Regions from separate parts of the Mus musculus genome. Here all the other regions are linked to region 1. Evidence: chromatin contacts called from public Hi-C and HiChIP or PLAC-seq data. All regions are on one chromosome and are shown on one strand. The core of a region is the stretch at or near the end of the contact, and the rest is flanking DNA. Distances in the headings are between cores, read along the strand shown.

Region 1 (2,913 bases), core at 229-2,728:
AGTATTTTGCTGGCACAAGGTATGCTTGTTTTAGATGCCTAAGAAAAAAGCAACTTCACACGAGGGAAGAAGGGGCCTTACAGTAGGATCAGAATGTCCCCAGAGAGTCGGGCAGAGACTGAGTCACCTTAAGTTCTGAATGGGTGACACGGAAACTCTGGCAATTGGCTGAACCAGTTTTTACAAAGCCAGGTGCATCAGATTAGTTAACCCGCGGAAAACTCATGGGATCTTTCAAGTTTCACGTCTTTTAGACGCCTCGCATGTCATTGCTACTGTGTTTGGGGACACTCCCCAAGAACCTGCCTTTTAAGCACCATTTTAAACTCTTGGACACACCCTCCCTCTTCTAAAGGATTCTAGGGAGATTTCCTCCCCCCACACCCCATCTCTTTGGCAGTCAAATGGTCTTTAAATAAATAATAAAAAAAACCCATACACTTTAGCAAAGATTTACAAAGTGCATCTTAGACCCTACCTCCCCTCTCCCTCTGTTGCTTGCCCTCCTGACAGACTGAAACTAAGTACCCTCTTGAATAGACCTAGAAAGTCACAGAACCCACCCCCACCCCGCGTCTTCTATCTTCTTGAAGAAGCCTCTCAGTGCACTGTCTGGTCTGCAGTTCACTGCAGGCAAATTCCCTCACTATTTCCCAGTCACCAGTTACACTGTCTCTGGAAACCGGTTTTTGTGACCTGCTCTATCTAATTGTTTTAAAGGGAAAAATATTTAAGGTTTGTAACGCATCTCTGGATTCTCTCCGTAGGTTCCGAGCATTGTATTTCGGTGAAGTCTGGGGTGAGGGCAGGCTCGAGGTCCAGCGGACAGACAGGGTAGCCTTCCCCAGGGCACCCTTTTCCAGGCAGCACAGGCTCGGTTCCCCCACGATGCTCGCTCCCGCATCGAGGCAGAAGAATCATCAGCTGCGCTATGAATTCCGCTTCTCTCGCAGTCACCGGATTAGTTCGGGTCTCAAGGGCTCGAACCAAAGTGACACTACCCTCTCCCCGACCCTTTCGTTCTCCTATGCGACAGGTCCCACTGCATGGAAGCCACCTTCTGCCCAGACCCAGTCCAGCGCCCGTGGCGCCCTCGCAGCGCCTCAGGAGCCCTTCCCCTGGGGAGGGGACCGGTGGCAGCATCCCTCCGGGGCGGGAAACAAAGGCCGAGGCGAGGCGACCAGGTGGGCAAGCCTCTTCGGGCACAGCCGCGGTGACCGCGGGGAGGATGGCGAGATGTATCAGAGGGTGGGAAAAGGGAAACCAAGGCTCGGAGACTAGCGAATGCTTGGGCTGCATCCTCCCTAGTGCAGGGCTCCCGGGGCAGGCGAACCCAGAGCCATCCCCCGCCGCTCCCTGGGACCCGGCATCAGAGGGACCGCCCCACTCCGCTCACCTCGGGAGAAGCGCTCCGGCTCCCTCCGACGGCTCCGGAGAAAGCCCCGCCGCTCGCGCTCGCGCACGCGCACTCGCGCCTTCGCCCCTCCGGCCCCCGCGGGCGCCCCTCCGACCGGGCTCTGGCCCGCCCCGGCCCTGTCCGTCAGCGTCCGCGAGAACCAATCGTGTCGCGTGGACAGCCCAGCGCTGGTCACGTGGCCTCACAAGCCAATCACCAAATTGCCCTCGGCAAGCGCCTGGCTCCGATGTCCCCGGGGGTTCGGTTGCTACCTAGTAGAGCGGGTGCGAGGCGGGCACAAAGGGCTGAGTCCCTTATTTCCGCGGATGAGTGGCGTCCAGTTGGCCAATTCCTACATCTAGTTATTTCTTAGATCCTAGCTTAAATAAGAATCACCTGGGAGTCTAGTTAAAGTCTGGGGTGTAAGCTCGAGAATCTGCATTTCTTACAAGTCCCCAAGTAGTGATGAACCTTCTCTTGGTCCAAGGCCATGCTTTAAGGAGCACTGTCAAAAAATGATGTGGCTAGCCCCTGCCCCGTTTATTTGTAAGTTTCACGACCTTTCTTGCCCTTCAGTGTTGAAGAGCATTCAGACGTGTGGTGAAGTGATGAGACCTAGAGTTTGAACAGCAGCTGAGGAAAGGGTATGGAGTATACCTGGGCCAACTTTATGTGTATGTGGAACAGACTGAGTAGAGACAAATGAGAACACTCCGTGCTAAAGTGCTCACACGTGTGGCTCAGTATCACTATGCGAGACTTGACCAGATACGAGAGAAACCATCCAAGTGGTTCCAGCCTTGTAGAATCTCAACAGCCTGTAATAAGACTTTACGTTTGAATTTTAAAACAATGTTTTAAAATAGCAGTCCTTAGCCTATCTGTCGCGACCCCGTTAAGGACCATGGCTACATATATTTTTATGTTATAACTCATATCAGTAGCAAAATTACAGTTATAAAGTAGGAAAACAATTTTATGGTGGGGGGGGGGGTCACCACAATATGAGGAACCATGTTAAAGGGTCGCAGCATGAGGAAGGTTGAGAACCACTGTTCTAAAAGGATGGAGATGTAAGTAACTAACGCTTTGGACAATTTAGGTATAAAATGCAGAGCTTGAAACGTAGTTTCCCTTGAGGGTTTTTAAAGTTATCTAAATAATCCTTTGTTGCTAAGTCAGATAACCAATGCCTCTGCATCCTCAAACTTGAGATGGACATTTTTTAGACTAGACAACTAACAGGTTTGCTGTCCAGTATTGCCAAGTTTATTATTCAACAATGTTTCAGGATAGTTCAAGAGCACATACACACACATACACACACACAGAGACACACACACATACATACACACACTGTCTCCCTATGTAGTTGAGGCTGGCCTGGAATTTATGACCCTCTCTCAGTGTTCCAAGTGCTGGGATGCTGGGCATGCTGTACCATGCCCAACTCTCAAGAGCCTTCAATATTAAGCTTTCTAAATCCTCCTTCTACCAGCATTCCTGGCCAAAAGATA
Region 2 (2,900 bases), core at 240-2,739, 140 kb after region 1:
CTTCAGTAAGTTTGTTCACCTCTTCCCTGGAGTTCTCTGTCCCATGCCATCCAGAATCCTTCACCAAGTAACTTCTACCTAACCTGTAAGACATGTCCTCCATGAAGGAGAGGTACCAGCTCTCTTGCTAAACTCCAGTAGGTAGCTTCGCCATCCTACACATCCCTACTGTAAACACTCCTCTTTTAACCTGGATCTGCTGCCTGAGTCAAGATATGCATTGTGTACCAGGGAGAAGGTGTAAGAGCTGGGCTCATGGGTCAATGGTAGACTTCTTGCCTGGCATGCAGAAGATCATGGGTTCAATCCCTAGCACCATAAGAAGAAAGGAGAGACTAGAAGAGAGGAGGAGGAGGGATAGGAGGGATGGGGAAAGAAAGACTGTGATTAGGTGTGTTCCTGTATCTCTATTACCTAGCAGAACTGTGGACCCACACTAGTTACTTTAAAAGTTCATGTCATTTAATATTTTCTCTGGCTCCAGAAATAGCATTGATCTAAAGCAGCACACAGAGATCTAAATCTGTTTGAAGGCAAACAGGTAGGCAGAGACGGAAGCCCCGCATCTTAGGCACATGCTAGGGCTTTGGGCTGCAGCTGTATGTGGCTGACACTGAGGGGAAGCAGCCAGGGGCCGATGCTGACACACCGCCTTTGAAACTGAGCTGTTTTGACAGGCATCTCTTTCTAAGCAAGAACCATATATGGCAGATGCTGCATTAAAGTAATTATTTTCTACAAATGTAATCGATTTCTCTATCTGCCTTCTTTCCAGCAAATAATTCTATACAAAGCAAAGCAGAATGCCTTGGCTTGGCAAGATGACTTTTTCTTGGATGGCAGAAGAGACGCTCTAGAGATCTTGCCAGGATAGTATACAATGTTGGTCTGATTTCAGCGGCTCCCACCTCCACCAGCATCTCCCTTCTCTTGCAAATCCTCCCCTGTTCTAGGCTTTGTCCCTTCCATCTGTGAAATGAAGATGAATTAGATTATCTCTAGGATATCATCTTAGCCCTTAAGCTCTAATGTTTCAGAATTCTTCATTCTGGTTTATATCTGAGCTCTTGAAAAGTCAATGGGTGGTGATAAAAAATTGGCAAAATAAATTAATTTGGGGATTATTCTTCATACAAAACTAATCCTTTTTTGCTTTATAGGATTTGCTTGTATATCAGCCCCCCTGGCTTCCTTGAAATAGATTTGATTACAGTATTTAACTTGCAAAGTTGACCCGTGGAACACAAAGCAGCACTGAGTATCACAATGAGTCACATGACTGGTGGTACCCAATACAAAAGAAAAATGCCAAGCCTGGTTTGACAATTAGCAAGAGATTCAGGTAGTGACAATAGGAGAATCAACCAAGATAGAGCCTGTGAGAGAGACGGGCCCTGAGGCACTGCCAGCCCCGTTCCTCTGGGCTGGTCTCCATAACCTGGGTTAGGCAACTGAAGTGTCTGTTGGAGGTGAATATGTATGCTCACTTCCCCCAAACACTGTGCTCAAAGTGAACCTAGCAGTTGGGACTAGAGATGCACAGACGCCAAAGCTGGGCCACAGTCTAAGTTCCTATATGGAAAGCCCTGCCTGAAATTGACCTTGGGGGCATGTGTGGCTGGAATCAGTGGAATGGTGATGGGTCGTTTCCCTGGACTCCCTGGCCACACAGTCTCCCTCAAAACATGGGCCCTTGGTTTTGATAGTGGAAGTCTATGACTCTTGGCTTACTTTCTGACCCCAAGCCTCATCTCTCTGGCCATGTAATTACTTTTTTAAATACACAGACGAGTACTCATGTCACATGCGTCCAGCTCATTGTATTCTTACAAGCAGCTCACTGGTGCAAACATCTGGAATCAAAACCCAGAAGAACAAAATCTCAAAAGCCCACAGCTTTTGACCTCCAGACCACAGCTCCAGTGAGGGTGACCACTAGACTTTTCGTGGTATATATCAAACTCACTCATCTTTGAGCTTTAAAGAAATTGGGCTGTGCGATTCATGTGCATCTGACTTCTCTGACACTGTGTTAGGTTTTAAAATTCAGTCACAGGTTGATTTCAGTCTTGTCCTCAGTGTTTGTTAGTTACCATAGCACAGCTGAGTGGCCTGGCTACAGATGATGGACATACTCGGTTTTCCCTTGAGACTGGCCATGTAATTTTGTAACTTACTAACATTTCTACCATTTCTGACCCTCAGTTTACTCTCTTGGATTTTATGAAAAAAAAAAAAAGCTGGAAGTGCCCTCATTGGGGTGCTCACAAACCTTGGATACTCTTTCTTTATAACCATAGTAAACACGAAGAGAGAATAATGTTTTCATTCCTCTTTGAACTCAGCTTCTGGGTGACATGTCAGTCACAGCTGAGACTTCCTAGGCTATAGAAAAAGCCCATGAGTCATTATGACTAAGCCCAAATAACAACGAGACAAATGGCTTCTGGGTTTATAAGGAGAAAACGCTTCCTCCCAAAGCTCACAATCTCTGTGTTAAGCCTAGAGCTTATATCATGGTTGCTCTGGGCAACTGTATTGATCCATCCCCTTCCCAGGAAGGGTGCTGCTGTTAGGAGACTCTGTTCTGGCCATGATGATAGGAGGCATTCTCTCAGGCAATAAAAAAGTACATCTACTTAATGGGTCACTGATAACTTTTTATCTAGAACTGTCAATATTATCATATAAGAATGTGATTCACCAAGTTACTGCCTGGGAGCCTAGGAGAATTGCCAAGGCCACTAACTGACTCCAAGCAAGAACGAACTGAGCCTCAAGACTGAATCACAACCTTTCATTTTGAGTTTTATCAGGTTTTTACTCCGGCTCCCAAATGTTCCTCTGTGCTTCGGCTAGAAGGGGGGAAATGTCTCCCTCTTTTTCTCCCGTATACAATC
Region 3 (2,700 bases), core at 170-2,669, 160 kb before region 1:
CTTTTCCAACTAGTAGTTTTGCATCATATATGGGCGTGTGCATATGAACATGTATATGGGTGTGTTTTGTGTGTGCATGCAAGTGTGTGGGAGTATGTGTGTGTGTGTACTTGTGAGTGGGCTCATGGAGGCCAGGGGTTAATGCTGAGCATCTTCTATCACTCTCTACCTTGTTTTTGGAGGCAGGGTTTTCTCACTGAACTTGGAGCTCACTGATTATCTAGATTGGCCAGGTAGTAAGCCCAGAGGATCTTCCTGTCTTTACATTGCCAACTCTGGGATTATAATATGGGTCGCCATGCCTGGCTTTTATTCCCTATGGATGCTGGGAGAGTTTCATGTCCTTGAGCTTGAGTGGCAAAGCATTTTACTATCTGAGCTATCTCCTCAGCAGCGCCCCCTGGCAACTACCACTTTTATGACATCTAAATGCCAAATACTTCTGACAAAGATTTAGTATTTAAATTGATGTATGCTGTAAATGTAAACTGTCCATGAAATTCCAAAGGACTGCTATTTGCGTATGTGTGTGTGTGTGTGTGTGTGTGTGTGTGTGTGCATGAGTGTAGCAATATTACTAGCCATTTTTTAGTACTGATCCCATACAGAAATAATATTTTGGATACTCTGGTGTAGAGAATGGATGAAGTCCAGGGTGAATGTGCATTGTTGGCTGTAAACACGACATTGTTGAGGAGCCCAACATCTCAACCTTGTAGGTGTGGCAAAGCCTTTCCCAGGGGAAGCTCAGAGGGACTACGATGGCTTACTGTGGTTCTAGAGCTGACAGTATGTGCACAAAATGTCCACAATACCTTTCTCACTTTTTCCTCCTAGATGTTTAAGGCCCGAAGACTCCTCCCCTATAAAGAGTGTCTCTACCAAGATTAGCTAAACCTTCTTCAGCCGTATATAATAACCCCATCCTCTTAGTTATCTGTATGCAACCCAGCTCCCTTCAGCTGTAAACAATAACTCTACTTCCCATTCACCTACATGTAACAAACACACTGAGCTTCCTGGGTGCTATGGCTTCTCCATCAGACCCGATCCCTTTTTGTGTGTCTGTCCATATGTCCACCTACTCTTCTTTTCCTTGTTGCTGTAGTTCTGGGACCCACATGGGGACATAGCACATCATAGTAAACAGAATGTGCTATCTGAATTGGCTCTACTCATTTCTTTTCATTTATTTATGTTTTCAAATTTAGCTACTGGAAAAAAATTTAAATGAGCCATGTGGCTCATGTTGAATGTCTGTGAATACATGTGATATGATCATGACTGTGGGTCTCTCTGACCATCCAATAGCCTGCTCACTGCTCCTCTGTCTAGTTCATCTCACTACTAATGCCACTGTCCCAGGAGAGGGGTAGAGGGGACACTCAAGTACCAGGCATTCTTGTAGGCTGAAAATAGCATGTGCTAACTTTTAGCTGACAGTCCAGAGGGACATGTGAGTGATAAGCAGATGCAGTCAAGAGAGGCATCAGATAACTGCGTGTCATAGAGAACTTGAGGGAAATGTGACAGAGAGACTAGATGGTAGCATGGTGGATTGTGGGGCTAGAGTCTCAACAGCGGGGGACAGAAATGCCAGGCTGGATGAATGACTGGCTCCAAAAGCGCCACGCAGAGCACAGGATAAAGTGCTAGTTAAAGGAAAGAAAGCCAGTATGACTGAGCACCAGCCAGGTGTGGGACGACAGAACTCCCAGCATGCACTTTGCCACCGAGGCACTTAAACTTCCTCCCTCACATCAGTCAGGCTGGGGACATAGCCACTCTTATCAGGATGGACACGGTATCTTTAATTGCTAAATGGAGTAGCCTTTACTAGAGGGTCTTCCTTTCGGCTGTGAGCGCATATGAGTTCCATCTAAGCTACAGAATAAAGCTCCTTCCAGAAGATGAAAGAAAAGGGCCCCACGCTGGCCACTAATGTCTGTTGAGATTTAACAACATCATCTCCTAACACTCTCCTTTCTTCTGTCCTTTGCTTTTGCAGAAGCAAATGACCTGACAGCCATCCGACTCAGTGTCACGGAGCTTCGCAGCTATCTTCTCCTCATTGAATACATAAGCATGTGTGCCCATCACTCCTTCCTCATGAGAACATCTGTATGGCTATTTATTTCCTTCTTCCTTTATAGGTAACCATGACTTGCCTTAGAAATCTATAAACGACTTTCTAGTTTTCATAGCTCATGATTTAAAATTTTATCACATTTATTGTGTGTGTGTGCGTGTGCGTGTGTGTGTGCACGTGTGTGCGTGTGTGTGTGTGTGTGTGCGCGTGTGTGTGTGTGTGCGTGTGTGTGTGTGTGCCTGTGTGCGTGTGCGTGTGCGTGTGTGTGTGCCTGTGTGCGTGTGCGTGTGCGTGTGTGTGTGTGCGTGTGTGTGCGTGTGTAAGCCTGTTATACACACGGAGGTTAGAGGACTTCTGAGAGTGTGTTCTCTCCTACCATACATGTCCCAGGAACAGAACTCAGGTCGTCAAGCTTGGCAGCAAACACCTTTACCATCTCACTGGCTCTAGAACCTTATAAAGTTTCGGTTGACTGGGGAGAAATTTGGATTCTAAGATTGGTGATGATTCCAAATACCTGCCTGCCACATGCAAGGCCTTTGGTTCAACCCCCAGCCCTACAAATAATAATAAAGAAAATCATGACTAATAGATAAGTGTATAGCTCCGAG
Region 4 (2,700 bases), core at 101-2,600, 180 kb before region 1:
AGAATAAATTGGATATGCCTTCTGCAGCGGATCTCCCATCACACACACTCTGGCAGGTGCTGTGTGTGATCTAGAGACAGACAGCAGGACAGACTGACTTCCCTCTAACTGTGCTCAGTGTTGTTTGAAGACTTAATTCCTGGTGTGGGTGGTATTGATTTTATCCCCATTCTTCTACTGAGAATTCTGGACTACTTGATTATTTAAAATCTCACCTTTCTTGGGGCTGGGAGGAATGACAAATTAAAAACCAATCCAACCCTTTAGACTCTAGCACCATCAGACTGGCCGTTCCTTACTTCTGAATGCTTCCTTTTGCCTATCCAGTGGTCAAGGAGCAAGAAGGCGGTGCTTACAGACAGGGAGAATCAATTTTGTTGTTAAACTTACAAGTCCAGATTCTCCAAGTCCTGGAGCGACTCACCCTGCTCTTGCTGTAATTAGCATAGGATAAAAACAAAGAGCTCCAAGCAGAGCTAACAGTGGAGCATATTTAAGCAGTAACTTTGTATCCTATGACACACATTTAAGCAGTAACTTTGTATCTTATGGCACATTGTTACATAGTTAAGCAGTAACTTTGTATCCTATGGCACATACTTAAGCAGTAACTTTGTATCCCATGACATGAAAGCTCCTTGCTCATTACTTGCTTAGTGGAGAAAATGGAAGGAGTGAGTTCCTTACCCATCACTCTGATTCCTTCCCTTTAATTTACCACTGTAGTTTCATGGTGATCTCTTCCAAGAAGCCCTGAGCACATCCAGCTTTATCACGGGCTACCCAGGACTTGGAACTCCTATGCTCGCTCCTTTAGCTGGGCAACCCCAGCAGGTCAGGATCTTCCCAGGTGGACAAAGCAACTGGTATACAATTTGTTAGAAACCATTGCTTGTACCCTCCATCAGCAGAGAACTCTCTACCCCCTGAACCCTGCTTATTTCACCATTTTGTCCCACCGCATGGTATTCAGGAAGAAACTTCACATTATTCTCAAAACCTGAGAGTACATTCTCTCAAAAGAGATGTCAGATAGAAGAGGATTCTATTTGAAAATTATGTCACTCTTTTTTTCTTTTCAGAATAACCTTTTCTGCACAAAAAGGTACAAATCCTAGAACACAAATTATTTGAAGGCGGCAACTGTAATCTTCTGTCTGCATTCCTGGCACCCAGTAGGATCTGGCACACAGTGGGGGCTTACTAAGTACCAGCCCGACTTCTCAGGCAGGTAGCTACTCATACTATAACTACTGTCATCAGTATAGACATCCGATACACTACGGACAGGACTCCCCGCTTCCCTCACATTCTGTGTCTTGATTGGTGGGCTCACCAGTAAAGCTGCAAGCTCAGTGCTGTCTGTCTCCCATTTTTGTCTGAACAATCTTTCTGTTACTATGGTGATGCTTGGTACACAGATGCTCTGTAAATGAAAGTGGGAGGAGATCATGAGAAGGATGCAGTTCAGGAAGAAGAATCTGCCTGGAGGGCACCCTCCACAGTAATTACAAAGCTTGTGCATACCCCACTTTATAACAATTTCCCTTAAATAAAACATGACAGCATATAGAACAGATGCAATATGCTGAAACTGAGCTCCACCAAGGCCACCGAGACTGTATTAAGTCTGAGATTAAAAGTGAGTATTTTAAGACATTTGAAAAAAAATATGGGCAGGAGTGGGGGGGGGGAGGATTAGGCCCATAGATACAACACTTGCTCATTTAGCTCATAAGGTACCAGCAGCAGAATTCCACAATGAGGATGTGAGGCTACATTGAATAAAGGCTGGAGAGTAACCTGGATGGGATTTTTTAGTTACTCAGATGTGAGAGGTGAGGAGTGAAGAGGATTTTTTAGTTACTCAGATGTGAGAGGTGAGGAGTACCTAATAAGAAGAGGACATCTATTTGTAGAACTTGGCCTTTGATATGTAAAAACTCTAATGCCATGGATGATCAGGGTAGGATCTGAGGCAGGGCTGGAACATAACACAGACATGCCAGGATCCGAGCCGTAAAGTCAAGCTTTTCCAAGCTGGCTTCTGCACTGAGCTGCTCTAAGGTATCTACCTAGGCTGGTAGAGCATGTGGCTGCCTGGAGCAGGTGCTGTGACACCATGGGAAACCTGCTATGATACAGAAAAGGGTCTGGAAGGACACTTGAAGAAAGCTGCTGTGGTGTCTTGATTTGTGGCATCCATCCTCTATCAGCATTGATTGGAATTAACTCTTTCTTAAAATGACAATATGCAATGATTAGTTGATGCAGCCTGGATCGCGGGAAAGGGAAGACTAGAGTGCCTACACATGCCCAGAAGTCAGGAATAGTCTGCCACTCAATACTAGCAAGTCTCAGGAGTAGATGTGCAAAGAGAGGCGGTGTCTACCGTGTATTCTGGAACACAGTAGGAAAACGGTCTGGATTATTCCTGTGCAAGCCACACAGAAAGGGCTTATTAAAGGGCCACTGCATCTGTTAGAGACAGGACCAATGTCCATAGAGATCCAGAAACTAGTACAGATTTGATGAGTAAATGAACGAATGAAACAGTTTCCATAGTCAGAGAGAGAGAGAGAGAGATCCCATTTCTCCTTATGATTTCTCACTGCCCCTTTGTTCTGACTTCCCTAGGATCACAGACACTGTTAGAGCCAGCCACACTGAGCTCTCCAAAAGTTTACTAATCCCTTTCAT
Region 5 (2,962 bases), core at 427-2,926, 240 kb before region 1:
GACACCTTGCTTGGCTGGTCAAGTCAGGCCACCTGAGGAGAAGTGAGCTGTGGCCCATCAATCTGCATATGAGCTTGATCTGACCGAATCTGGCAGTGAATTAGGTCTCCTCATCTAACTGGCAGGTGTGGCAGGTGATAGATGGAACAGGTTTTTTTTTTTTTTTTTTTTTTTTTTTTTTTTTTTTTTTAACGATCTAGCTTAGCTCCTTGGTTTAAGCAGCTGTATTTTATCAAATCGATGTACTATTGTTTTATGTAACAGCAAGAGAGGGGAAAATTCCTGCTGATTAAATATGACACAATGCTTTCTTACACTTACAAGCATTATTCTCCATTTATGAAAGAGCTCCTTTTGGCTTGTCTAGACAGTTTCATCACCCCCCCTCCCCTCCTGTTATAGCGCATGGCGGGTAACTGCCAATCCTCTCCCAAGCATCTTAGGAACAGAAGACAGCCCCTGCTCAGCTGTTTTGACAGTGTCTTCTCTCCTCTGCCATCACATGGAACTTGGTGGTTCCTCTGAAATACGGAGTGGAAAGAATGCTTTTTTTTTTGAGCATTTTCTCCTCAAAACCTCACACTCCCGTCCTGCCACTCTGCTTGAAGCCCCTCTGCTCCAAGTCCCTTGGAACACACACTGTGCTGAGTCACAGGTCTTTGTGCAGACTTCAGACACAAGAGCAGAGGAGATGGCTCAGTCTGCCCAGTGCCCTCTGTGGATCCCTAACGTCCACACACTTTGGATCTGGAGTGTGCAGGAGGCATGCCTGTAATCCCAGAGCTGGGAAGATGGAGACAGGGAAAGCAATAGAGGAAGACACTAGATGTTGGCTTCTAGTCATGCTCGCTCTCTCTCTTTCTCACTCAAGCACACACACCTTCACACCATTAAACATAGTTCCTCAATTGAAGCACTGGAAAGATACCAATAGTTACTATTGGTATGTACTCACACTAAGTCACAAGTGTGGTCTGGCCCAGAGGGACCACAACAGGCAGCCTGGGCTTCAGAGACATTAAACTTACGTAGCAACACGAACTGGGATGAACATATGTCTTTAATTAACAAGGTCCTAATTTTGAACTTTAGGGGTTTAAGGGGAGACAAAACCAAAGCCTTTAAATAAACAGCAGCATCACTTTAACACGGCCATCCCTGAACACTCCAGGGTGACATCCAGACCCTTCCGGCCATGGCTGTGTCCTGGAGTGAGCAGCTCTGACCACTGGGTTCCTGCAGGCGCTCACACACAAAGCAGGAGAGCAGAGCGCCTGCCTCCTCCCTTCCCATGAGCCCAAGAAGGATCTTGGTTTGCATAATGAATTATTCATCAGGAGTGTGAGGTGCTGATCATTTTGAAGTAAGAAAATCAAAACTAAACCATAACTAGTTTTTGAAAAGCATGTGCTTAGCACATATGCCGAATGAACATGTAAAGGAAAAAGCCAAATTAGAAATTTATATCTCTGTTTAAAAAAAAAAAAAAAGATTCTATGACATTTAAAGTAAAATCTGACAGGCTCCTGCCACCAGCCGGGGAGGCTGCCTGGCTTCTTAAGCCACTCTCTGAGCTGGGATCGTGCCAGGATTTGCTTGGCAAGGTGTGGGGGAGGGGTCTAGGGAGGGCGTGCCAGAGGGGCGGCACCATGCTATCCACAGAGCTTCATCTCTAAGTCAGGGGTTTCAGAGGTCAATTCCAGGTCGGAGGCTAATGTTCTGTGCCTGGCCCTTCTGGCCCCAGCCTCTGTTCATTCTCTCTCATACTGGCTCCCAGAGGCACGGCTAGACTCGAACAAACACACATACAGGCCTTCATGCTTCTGCTCCATTCAGCTTACTGTACTAGATGAGAGTCCGGGCACAGCTAGAGGTGGGGCTGAGCTGTGTGACCCTCCGGATGCTGGCTTACTCTACTGTGCCCCTGAAACACAGCTGGAGTCTTTCAGATATCTGACCACGTGTGACAGAGCTACACATCAGTGTGAGGCCCTAGCTGTACACATCTGGGCATCCTACTGGCCGAGTTTCACTGGCATATGGTCTGTATGGTAGCCGCCATGTTTTTACTGTAGACATGGATGTATGCCTTTCCCCTCACCTCCCACATGGTTTCCAAAATACTGCAGGGTGATGTCCATCAAAAGGGGCAACTAAATAGTAGGTCTTGTGACAAAAACATCAAGATCGAGATTTCCCTGAGGAAAGAGACCAAAGGTCAACAAAAGCAGAAAAAGGCAAATACAGTGGGCAGGATCGAGTGGTCTCATTGCTAAGCAACCTTACCTAAGGACATAGCTAGCGCACTGATGCTTCCCGAATGTCAGGAGAGAGCCAGCGCCTCCGTGTGAAGGGAAGTTTGGGCAAGCAGGCTCTCTGATTAGACAATCACAGCCCTGTTTTCTTTCTCTGAAAAGGAGTGACTGAAGAAAGAGGCTGAGGAAGGCTCTTGCCCAGCTCCTAACTTGCCTCTCTGTCTGCAAGTTTAATGAATGAGTCTCCACACTCTCCCCATCTCTCTCCCAATTCAGATCTCACGCCCCAAGCTTCCTCTGTCAGCCCGGAAAGCACGAGGTGACAGGGTTGGCTCAGATTGCATAGCTGCTCTATGTTTGATTAAAGTCTGTGATGATTATGTTGTAAACGTGACAGGATCTAGAGTCATCTAGTAGACAAACCTCTGACAGACCTTGCATGTGTGTGAGGGAGTTCTGAGACCGAGCTAAGTGAATGGGAAGACCCACTCTGACTGTGGGGTTGCACCCTGGGCAGATGGGAAAGGAAGAAGTGGGTTGACTATCAGCATTCATCGTTCTCTGTCCCTGATGGGGTCTAACGTCACCAGCTGCCTAATGATCCCACTGCTACAACTTTCCACGATGATGGATGGCACTGAGTCAACCATGTCTTCCTTAGCTTATTCTGCTATGTATTCTGCAGTAGCAAGGAGAAACGTAACCAA
Region 6 (2,744 bases), core at 169-2,668, 180 kb after region 1:
CTAGCTACAGAAACAACAGAAAATAAACAGCACACTCTTGCTTACCACACCAGCCTCTGACTACAACACATAAACAGTCCCCTGATGCTCTCCTCAGAGGACACATTAAACAAAGAGCCTTAAGGAGAAAAGCATTTATTTGGCTGAGAGCAACATAAAAGTTGTATGATATGAATCATAGCCTCTAAACGTGTAGGCCACAATGACCAGGTGAGGGTCACAGAACTGAATGTTGCCAAATGGTTGACAAAATGACCGGAAATTAATTTAAAATCCAACAGCAACCAACCCAATGTGCCTCTCTCTGTACCACTCAGCCACCGTGTGTATTTGGATGTCTCTGCAGTTTGGGTTCCAAACACACAACAGACACTGCCCAGAGCACCTTGGCTCAGACACAGGCCTACTGCAGTGTTCCACATATGACATGGGAGCCACTCGGCCAGACACATAGCCAGTGTAGATAGAACACTTGAAATGTGGCTAACATGACTGAAGAACTAAATTTTTAATTTCATTTCATTTTAATTTAATTTAGTTTCATGTTGACGTAGCTTCACAGGACGGATGGCAACTGCACTGGACAGTACAACCTAAGAAAATTAGCAGATAGATTAACAGGTGACACTGATCTTGTGTTCAGAGACGCTTTGGCGTCTCTGTGGCTTCCCAAATGGACTTTGGAACATAAGACTTAGATCTCTGTGACTTTGATGCGGCTATTTGTTGGAGACACCTGCTATTCCCAGGGGAGAGATTTCAGTCATGCCTGCTGAGAAGTCCGCCACAGTAACGAAATGGGCTGTGACATGTGAACACATCCTCGTCTTGACCCGAGAGACTCCAGAGCATGGCCATTCCGCGCAGTTGCTACAGCCTTTTACCCATCTGCAATTCTGAACCACAGAAATAACAAGGTCTCCCAGAGGGACCCCTGAGAGGAAAATAAAATGGGTGTGACAACCTGGCCCCTTAGGCAAGAGCACATTGGTTACCCTAGCAGCTCTGTGCTACGTTGTCTGTCTCTCCGCTGTAAGGGCAGAGCACCACAGCCCCCTAGTCTCTGCCTTCACAGCCTCTCCTGAATGAAAAGCGGCCCTTGGTGGAAAACACTTCAGCAATCTATGCGTGAAAGTCCCTGCAAATGAGCAAAGGATTAAGCTGTAATTATGAGCAAGGCCACGGAATTAGCTAGAGAAGGAATTGGGTTCTGTCGAATTGACTAGTCATCCAGCCTGGAGCAGTTACTCACGGCAAATGAGTAATATCCTGAGGCGCCTTGGTGGAAAAGGATGCCATAGCCATTTAGCAATGTCTTCACAAGTTCACAGATAAGATCTGTGCTTGCAGCTTCTGTGGGGCGTGTACGCCTTCCCTATGGGCTGTGACGTAAGGAAGAACTCTTAGAGGAGCGGAACACTACGAATACATCAGCTACTGAACAGCCTACGGAAGCACTGTCAGGACGGTAGGGATAGATGGGTAATAGAGAGCAGTTGCAACTGGAAATACTGTGGATGGCAGCGTGGACAGGGTGAGTGAAAAAGAAGGAAGGAGAGCGAAGGCACTACCAAGGATAACGAACTCCTCCGCAACAGCACCCATGAGACAGATGGCTCAGCAGGTAAAGGCACTGCCTCCGTGTCTGATGACCTGAGTTCCATCCTAAGGAGCAAAAACCAACTCCTAAAAGTTGTCATCTAACCTGTGTGTGTGTGCGCGCACACGCGCGGCTCAGATGTGTGTGTGTGGTGTGTGCACACATGCTGCGCATGCGTGCACACACACAAATAAATGTAGTCTTTAAAATTAAAATAAAAGACAGCAAGGAAGAGTAAGGAAGGAGAGCGTGACACAGCCACAAAGAGGATCTAACAGTTACTCACCTTGTTGCTGTGACAAAAACCCGAGGAGAAGCAACTTAATGGAAGAAAGTTTTGTTTGGGCTCATGGCTCAAGGCCCCATTTTATGGAAGTGGGAGGGCATGGTGAACTTAAAGCAGCTGGTGACATCATACCCACAGTCAAGAGGCAGGGAGGGATAAATGCTGGTATTCAACTTTTTATGCAGTAAAGGACCCATGGGCCCACGGAATGGCACTACCCCAGTTGAGAGTAATCTTCTCCTCTCAGTTAAATTAATCTAGAAAAGCACCTCACTGACCCTCCCAGAGCTCTGACTCTAAGGCGAGCCCTGGAATTCGTTAATGCTGAAGCGAATTGTCTGGGTTGAGAATCCCCACCAGAGATGCACCTCTGGGCATGTCCGAGAGAGTGCGTCCCTAAAGATACCTAAGGACAGAAGACCCACTCTGAATGTAGGAGATATAAATATACCCTATGTTATATTTATTAAGAGGGCGGGGCAGACATATGTAGTCTAGCTGCCTGAGAAACAGCTGTGTGTATGGGAATGGCTTGCCCGAAACAGTGACAACCTCTTTAGAAAAGTAGATAAGGACTAGGGTTTAAATACGGACACACACATGAAAGGGGAAAGGCAGGAAAAAACATGGGTGCTTGATCACTGGGGAGCTATTACATGAAATGGCTGGTTGTATTGATAAGGCTAATGTATGCTTCCTACACACATACAGATTCTTGAAATCTGTGTGTGTGTGTGTGTGTGTGTGTGTGTGTGTGTGTATGAGAGAGAGAGAGAGAGAGAGAGAGAGAGAGAGAGAGAGAGAGAGAGATCGCATTTGTGTGTGCGCGTATTCTATAGGTGTATTTGTAAATGAGAG
Region 7 (2,700 bases), core at 178-2,677, 160 kb after region 1:
TTGAATTAGGAAACAGCAGCAGCAGCAGTTGAAAGCAAGTAATGTGTACCAATGTGGGCACAACTGAGAGATGAGCATTGAGTACAGGAAAAGCTTGTCCTCATGCCTAGGGACCCAAGAGCAGACTCCTAAAACTTCGAACTTCCTCCATCCCTACTCTTCTCCACCTTCTGGCTCCGAGAAGTGCAGACCCTCTGGGTGGACTGAAATGAAATTGTTTCTTTTTGTCCCTGTCCCCACTGAGCTGTAGAAGAGCTGTCCCTTTTCTGGGGTTACCCGAGTCACTGTACCATCATCTCTCACGTCTGTTCCGTCATTCCATCTTGTTATGGCCCCTCTCTTGTCTAAGGATAAGAACATGGATCTGCCGAGTTTTGAATTCAACCAGTGCTGTCGGGAACATTTGTCTTTTTAAAGTGTTCGTTGGGACTGTTTCATCCACGCAAGGCTGTGAAAAAGAGAAATAGAACATCATGATGTTCGTTTAAAAGAACTGTTTGACACACAGAAGACACTCTGGAACCAGTCCACCCAAGTTCAAAACTCAGACCAGTGTCTTACTTGCTGTGTGGCTTGTATTAGGTTACTTAATTTCTCTGAGTCCAAAGCCAATAACTAGAACATTCTCATCAAGGGAGGAAAGTAAAGAGCTATGTAAAAATCTTAGCTTAGTGCCTGGTACAATGTAAGAATATCATCACAGTTAGCCATTAGGACTGTTCAATTCCAGGAGAGTATTGACACATTTTAAAAGGTTCTCTGCAGAAAAATGTATCTGCAGCTGATCCAACGCCTGACTACTGCATTGTTCTTACCTACAGGGCTCTTCCCTGCTGAGTTAAAATGGCAGCCACAGGAACCAAGTTCGGCATAAGCAGCAACAATAAATCCTGGTTGGGCCTCTGCAGGGATGTGTGAACCCTCCATCTAGGAGGCAAGCCTGCCTCACAGGCAATTAAAATACAGTTGTGGAGATAAGAAAAGCCCACTAATTAACACGGAGGGACTGTGGTCATGAGCGGCTGAGCAGCACACCTGTGATCTTACACTTGCCTCATCCTTTCTGAGGTTCGATGCTCCTGGTGCTGCCTCCTGGGACCTGATTCCTGAGGTTCCAGAAGGGGGGAAAAAAAAAAACAAGCAAGAAGCCAGCCAGGCTTAGACACTCGCATTCCAATGCCAGCCTTCTTCACCAAAGGAGCTCACACCATCAGAAGTGACAGTCCCCAACAGCTCCTTGTATAGAAAGGCTGGCTGTGAAAAGGCGGTGTCAAAGCTATGGGAAACAGAAAAGTAGGGCTTTGCTGGGTCGTCACACGTTAAAAACTGCTCTTCTGGATTCTAGTTGTTAAGTGTGAGAGAGTGAGTCGGAAACGTGAGGGAAGGGGAGTGATGGGGCCCAGCTGACCACATCAAAGAAAAGATGGAATTCTGGGGGAAATAAAGTTATTCTCAGCAGGCTCTAGCCAGCCCCTGTGAAATCTCCTCCCCCAACCCCAGCACAATCAACGCATCGCTTCCCTTTACCCTAGCAAACTTCTCAAATTTATGAGTAGTCACAGCTTTCTACAGATCCCTGTCTCTGATGCATCTAATTGTATGTTACTCAATTGAGTGAATTAAGGGTAAGTTTCTAGGAAGTCTTCTGATAATCCAAGAAGGAAACCACCCCAAAGATGGAGAAATGATAGCTCAAGATTTGAAAGTACGGATACCAGGGGCCGCACTGCGCAGCTGTGGCTCAAGGCGGTACTGCGCAACTGCGGTTCCTCTCGGTCTGCCCACCCAAGAAGATGTGCCTGACTTTTGCTTTCTCGCCCGCTAAAAATAAACCTCGACTTCTCTCTAAGTCTATCTGCCCTCTGGTGTGAATTCTTCTCCTTCAGGAGCTAAGACTGACCCCTGCCTCACACACACACACACACACACACACACACACACACACACACTACCCCCTGCCCATTGGGATCAGAAGGAAGGAGGGAGGAGGCATCTCCTCATAGGAACATGATCATCCACATAAAAGCTCCAAATGAAATTGCAAGATGCACAATGGGACTGGAAGATGACTCGGTAGTAGTTAAAAGCACTGACTGCTCTTCCAGAGGGCCAGGATCTGGTTCCCGGCACCTACATGGTTACTCACAACCATCTGTGAGTCCGATCCCACGAGGCATACCACTTACAGGCAGCCACTCGTAGACAAAAATAAAAATGAGTTGTCAAATGTACACAGGACTCATCACTTTAGAATTCAGGCTTCCTGAAAAAGAAGGTAAAAGGTGTTTATGTTTGGGCTGCGAAGTAATTAGAATGCAGTGACATTTTCAGTATTAAAAATGAGTTGAGTTTGGATCCGTGATGAAAGGCTACACAGGGATGGGAGAGGCCACACTGGAAGAACATTCTGTAATAAGATGTACCATGTCTGTCTGATTCAACGTGGTAGCAAATAGGATTAATAAGATTGAGGTATTGCTTTTTTTACATTTTACTGAATTTTAGTTAATTTGCCTTTGAATTTAAATAGATACAGACAGCTGCCATCTTTGTAAAGTGTCAAATTATTGAAGAATGGGTTAAAGCCACCCAATGGGGGGCTTTGGGACATTTCAGAGTCAACATTTAATGCAAGGAATTTACTGATCCTTTAATCTTCTCAACACACCGAGAAATCTCAACCCGACATCTACGCATCTG

What was found. A called contact is a pair of places that touch in the nucleus more often than the background predicts. HiChIP or PLAC-seq counts read pairs in DNA pulled down with a chosen protein or histone mark.
Region 2: a contact with region 1 is called in a Hi-C map of the N1E-115 cell line, with 5 times the contacts expected there. The contact joins the enhancer-like site here to the promoter of Tmem108 in region 1. A contact is called at or near these places in 2 of 39 promoter capture datasets (hippocampal neurons and stem cell-derived epiblast-like cells), 5 of 484 Hi-C or Micro-C datasets (the N1E-115 cell line, cerebral cortex, embryonic stem cells and 2 more), 1 of 115 datasets of contacts at active chromatin or transcription factors (pro-B cells) and 2 of 9 other capture datasets (adipose tissue and liver).
Region 3: a contact with region 1 is called in an H3K27ac HiChIP or PLAC-seq map of heart atrium, with 5 read pairs. The contact joins the enhancer-like site here to the promoter of Tmem108 in region 1. A contact is called at or near these places in 10 of 39 promoter capture datasets (the 3T3-L1 cell line, the C10 cell line, cranial neural crest and 5 more), 3 of 484 Hi-C or Micro-C datasets (the CH12 cell line, the HPC-5 cell line and cerebellar granule neurons), 10 of 115 datasets of contacts at active chromatin or transcription factors (craniofacial prominence, embryonic basal ganglia, embryonic forebrain and 5 more) and 3 of 9 other capture datasets (adipose tissue, liver and pancreatic islet).
Region 4: a contact with region 1 is called in an H3K4me3 HiChIP or PLAC-seq map of embryonic basal ganglia, with 2.9 times the contacts expected there. The contact joins the enhancer-like site here to the promoter of Tmem108 in region 1. A contact is called at or near these places in 7 of 39 promoter capture datasets (the C10 cell line, cranial neural crest, hippocampal neurons and 3 more), 4 of 484 Hi-C or Micro-C datasets (the HL-1 cell line, the N1E-115 cell line and embryonic stem cells), 11 of 115 datasets of contacts at active chromatin or transcription factors (craniofacial prominence, embryonic basal ganglia, embryonic forebrain and 6 more) and 4 of 9 other capture datasets (adipose tissue, embryonic stem cells, liver and 1 more).
Region 5: an H3K4me3 HiChIP or PLAC-seq map of stem cell-derived neural progenitor cells shows a contact between it and region 1, with 4 times the contacts expected there. The contact joins the enhancer-like site here to the promoter of Tmem108 in region 1. A contact is called at or near these places in 6 of 39 promoter capture datasets (cranial neural crest, frontonasal cranial neural crest, liver and 3 more), 1 of 484 Hi-C or Micro-C datasets (olfactory sensory neurons), 11 of 115 datasets of contacts at active chromatin or transcription factors (craniofacial prominence, embryonic basal ganglia, embryonic forebrain and 5 more) and 3 of 9 other capture datasets (adipose tissue, liver and pancreatic islet).
Region 6: a Hi-C map of the N1E-115 cell line shows a contact between it and region 1, with 5 times the contacts expected there. The contact joins the enhancer-like site here to the promoter of Tmem108 in region 1. A contact is called at or near these places in 2 of 39 promoter capture datasets (both in hippocampal neurons), 4 of 484 Hi-C or Micro-C datasets (the N1E-115 cell line, cerebral cortex, cortical neurons and 1 more) and 2 of 115 datasets of contacts at active chromatin or transcription factors (astrocytes and forebrain).
Region 7: a contact with region 1 is called in a Hi-C map of uterus, with 3 times the contacts expected there. The contact joins the enhancer-like site here to the promoter of Tmem108 in region 1. A contact is called at or near these places in 3 of 39 promoter capture datasets (hippocampal neurons and liver), 6 of 484 Hi-C or Micro-C datasets (the N1E-115 cell line, cerebral cortex, cortical neurons and 3 more) and 1 of 115 datasets of contacts at active chromatin or transcription factors (astrocytes).

What each region holds. Positions count from the first base shown.
Region 1 is chr9:103,760,359-103,763,271 of GRCm38.p6, forward strand. Tmem108 (transmembrane protein 108) reads right to left here and starts at 1,479. Exons shown (of 6, transcript NM_178638.4): 1 at 1,397-1,479.
Region 2 is chr9:103,896,957-103,899,856 of GRCm38.p6, forward strand. No RefSeq gene overlaps it. Among named protein-coding and RNA genes, the nearest start is that of Gm32797, 47 kb to the right of the region's middle. Within about 2 kb of position 1,490, at least 16 of the 459 cell types and tissues checked have an H3K27ac peak or open chromatin away from gene starts, as enhancers often do. A contact at or near this core is called in the N1E-115 cell line, where this site is marked.
Region 3 is chr9:103,600,637-103,603,336 of GRCm38.p6, forward strand. All of the region lies in intron 3 of Tmem108 (transmembrane protein 108), which reads right to left. It overlaps Gm32682 (a long non-coding RNA gene), which reads left to right. Exons shown (of 2, transcript XR_379792.2): 2 at 2,009-2,211. Among named protein-coding and RNA genes, the nearest start is that of Gm32682, 29 kb to the left of the region's middle. Within about 2 kb of position 1,420, at least 4 of the 459 cell types and tissues checked have an H3K27ac peak or open chromatin away from gene starts, as enhancers often do. A contact at or near this core is called in heart atrium, where this site is marked.
Region 4 is chr9:103,583,686-103,586,385 of GRCm38.p6, forward strand. All of the region lies in intron 3 of Tmem108 (transmembrane protein 108), which reads right to left. The region is part of intron 1 of Gm32682 (a long non-coding RNA gene); the gene reads left to right. Among named protein-coding and RNA genes, the nearest start is that of Gm32682, 12 kb to the left of the region's middle. Within about 2 kb of position 1,351, at least 18 of the 459 cell types and tissues checked have an H3K27ac peak or open chromatin away from gene starts, as enhancers often do. A contact at or near this core is called in embryonic basal ganglia, where this site is marked.
Region 5 is chr9:103,523,540-103,526,501 of GRCm38.p6, forward strand. All of the region lies in intron 3 of Tmem108 (transmembrane protein 108), which reads right to left. All of the region lies in intron 1 of Gm32743 (a long non-coding RNA gene), which reads left to right. Among named protein-coding and RNA genes, the nearest start is that of Gm32743, 3.1 kb to the left of the region's middle. Within about 2 kb of position 1,677, at least 27 of the 459 cell types and tissues checked have an H3K27ac peak or open chromatin away from gene starts, as enhancers often do. A contact at or near this core is called in embryonic stem cells and stem cell-derived neural progenitor cells, where this site is marked.
Region 6 is chr9:103,940,318-103,943,061 of GRCm38.p6, forward strand. The region is part of intron 3 of Gm29154 (predicted gene 29154); the gene reads right to left. Among named protein-coding and RNA genes, the nearest start is that of Gm32797, 3.3 kb to the right of the region's middle. Within about 2 kb of position 1,419, at least 11 of the 459 cell types and tissues checked have an H3K27ac peak or open chromatin away from gene starts, as enhancers often do. A contact at or near this core is called in the N1E-115 cell line and trophoblast stem cells, where this site is marked.
Region 7 is chr9:103,919,429-103,922,128 of GRCm38.p6, forward strand. Gm29154 (predicted gene 29154) reads right to left here. Exons shown (of 7, transcript NR_168125.1): 7 at 1-448. Among named protein-coding and RNA genes, the nearest start is that of Gm32797, 24 kb to the right of the region's middle. Within about 2 kb of position 1,428, at least 2 of the 459 cell types and tissues checked have an H3K27ac peak or open chromatin away from gene starts, as enhancers often do. A contact at or near this core is called in uterus, where this site is marked.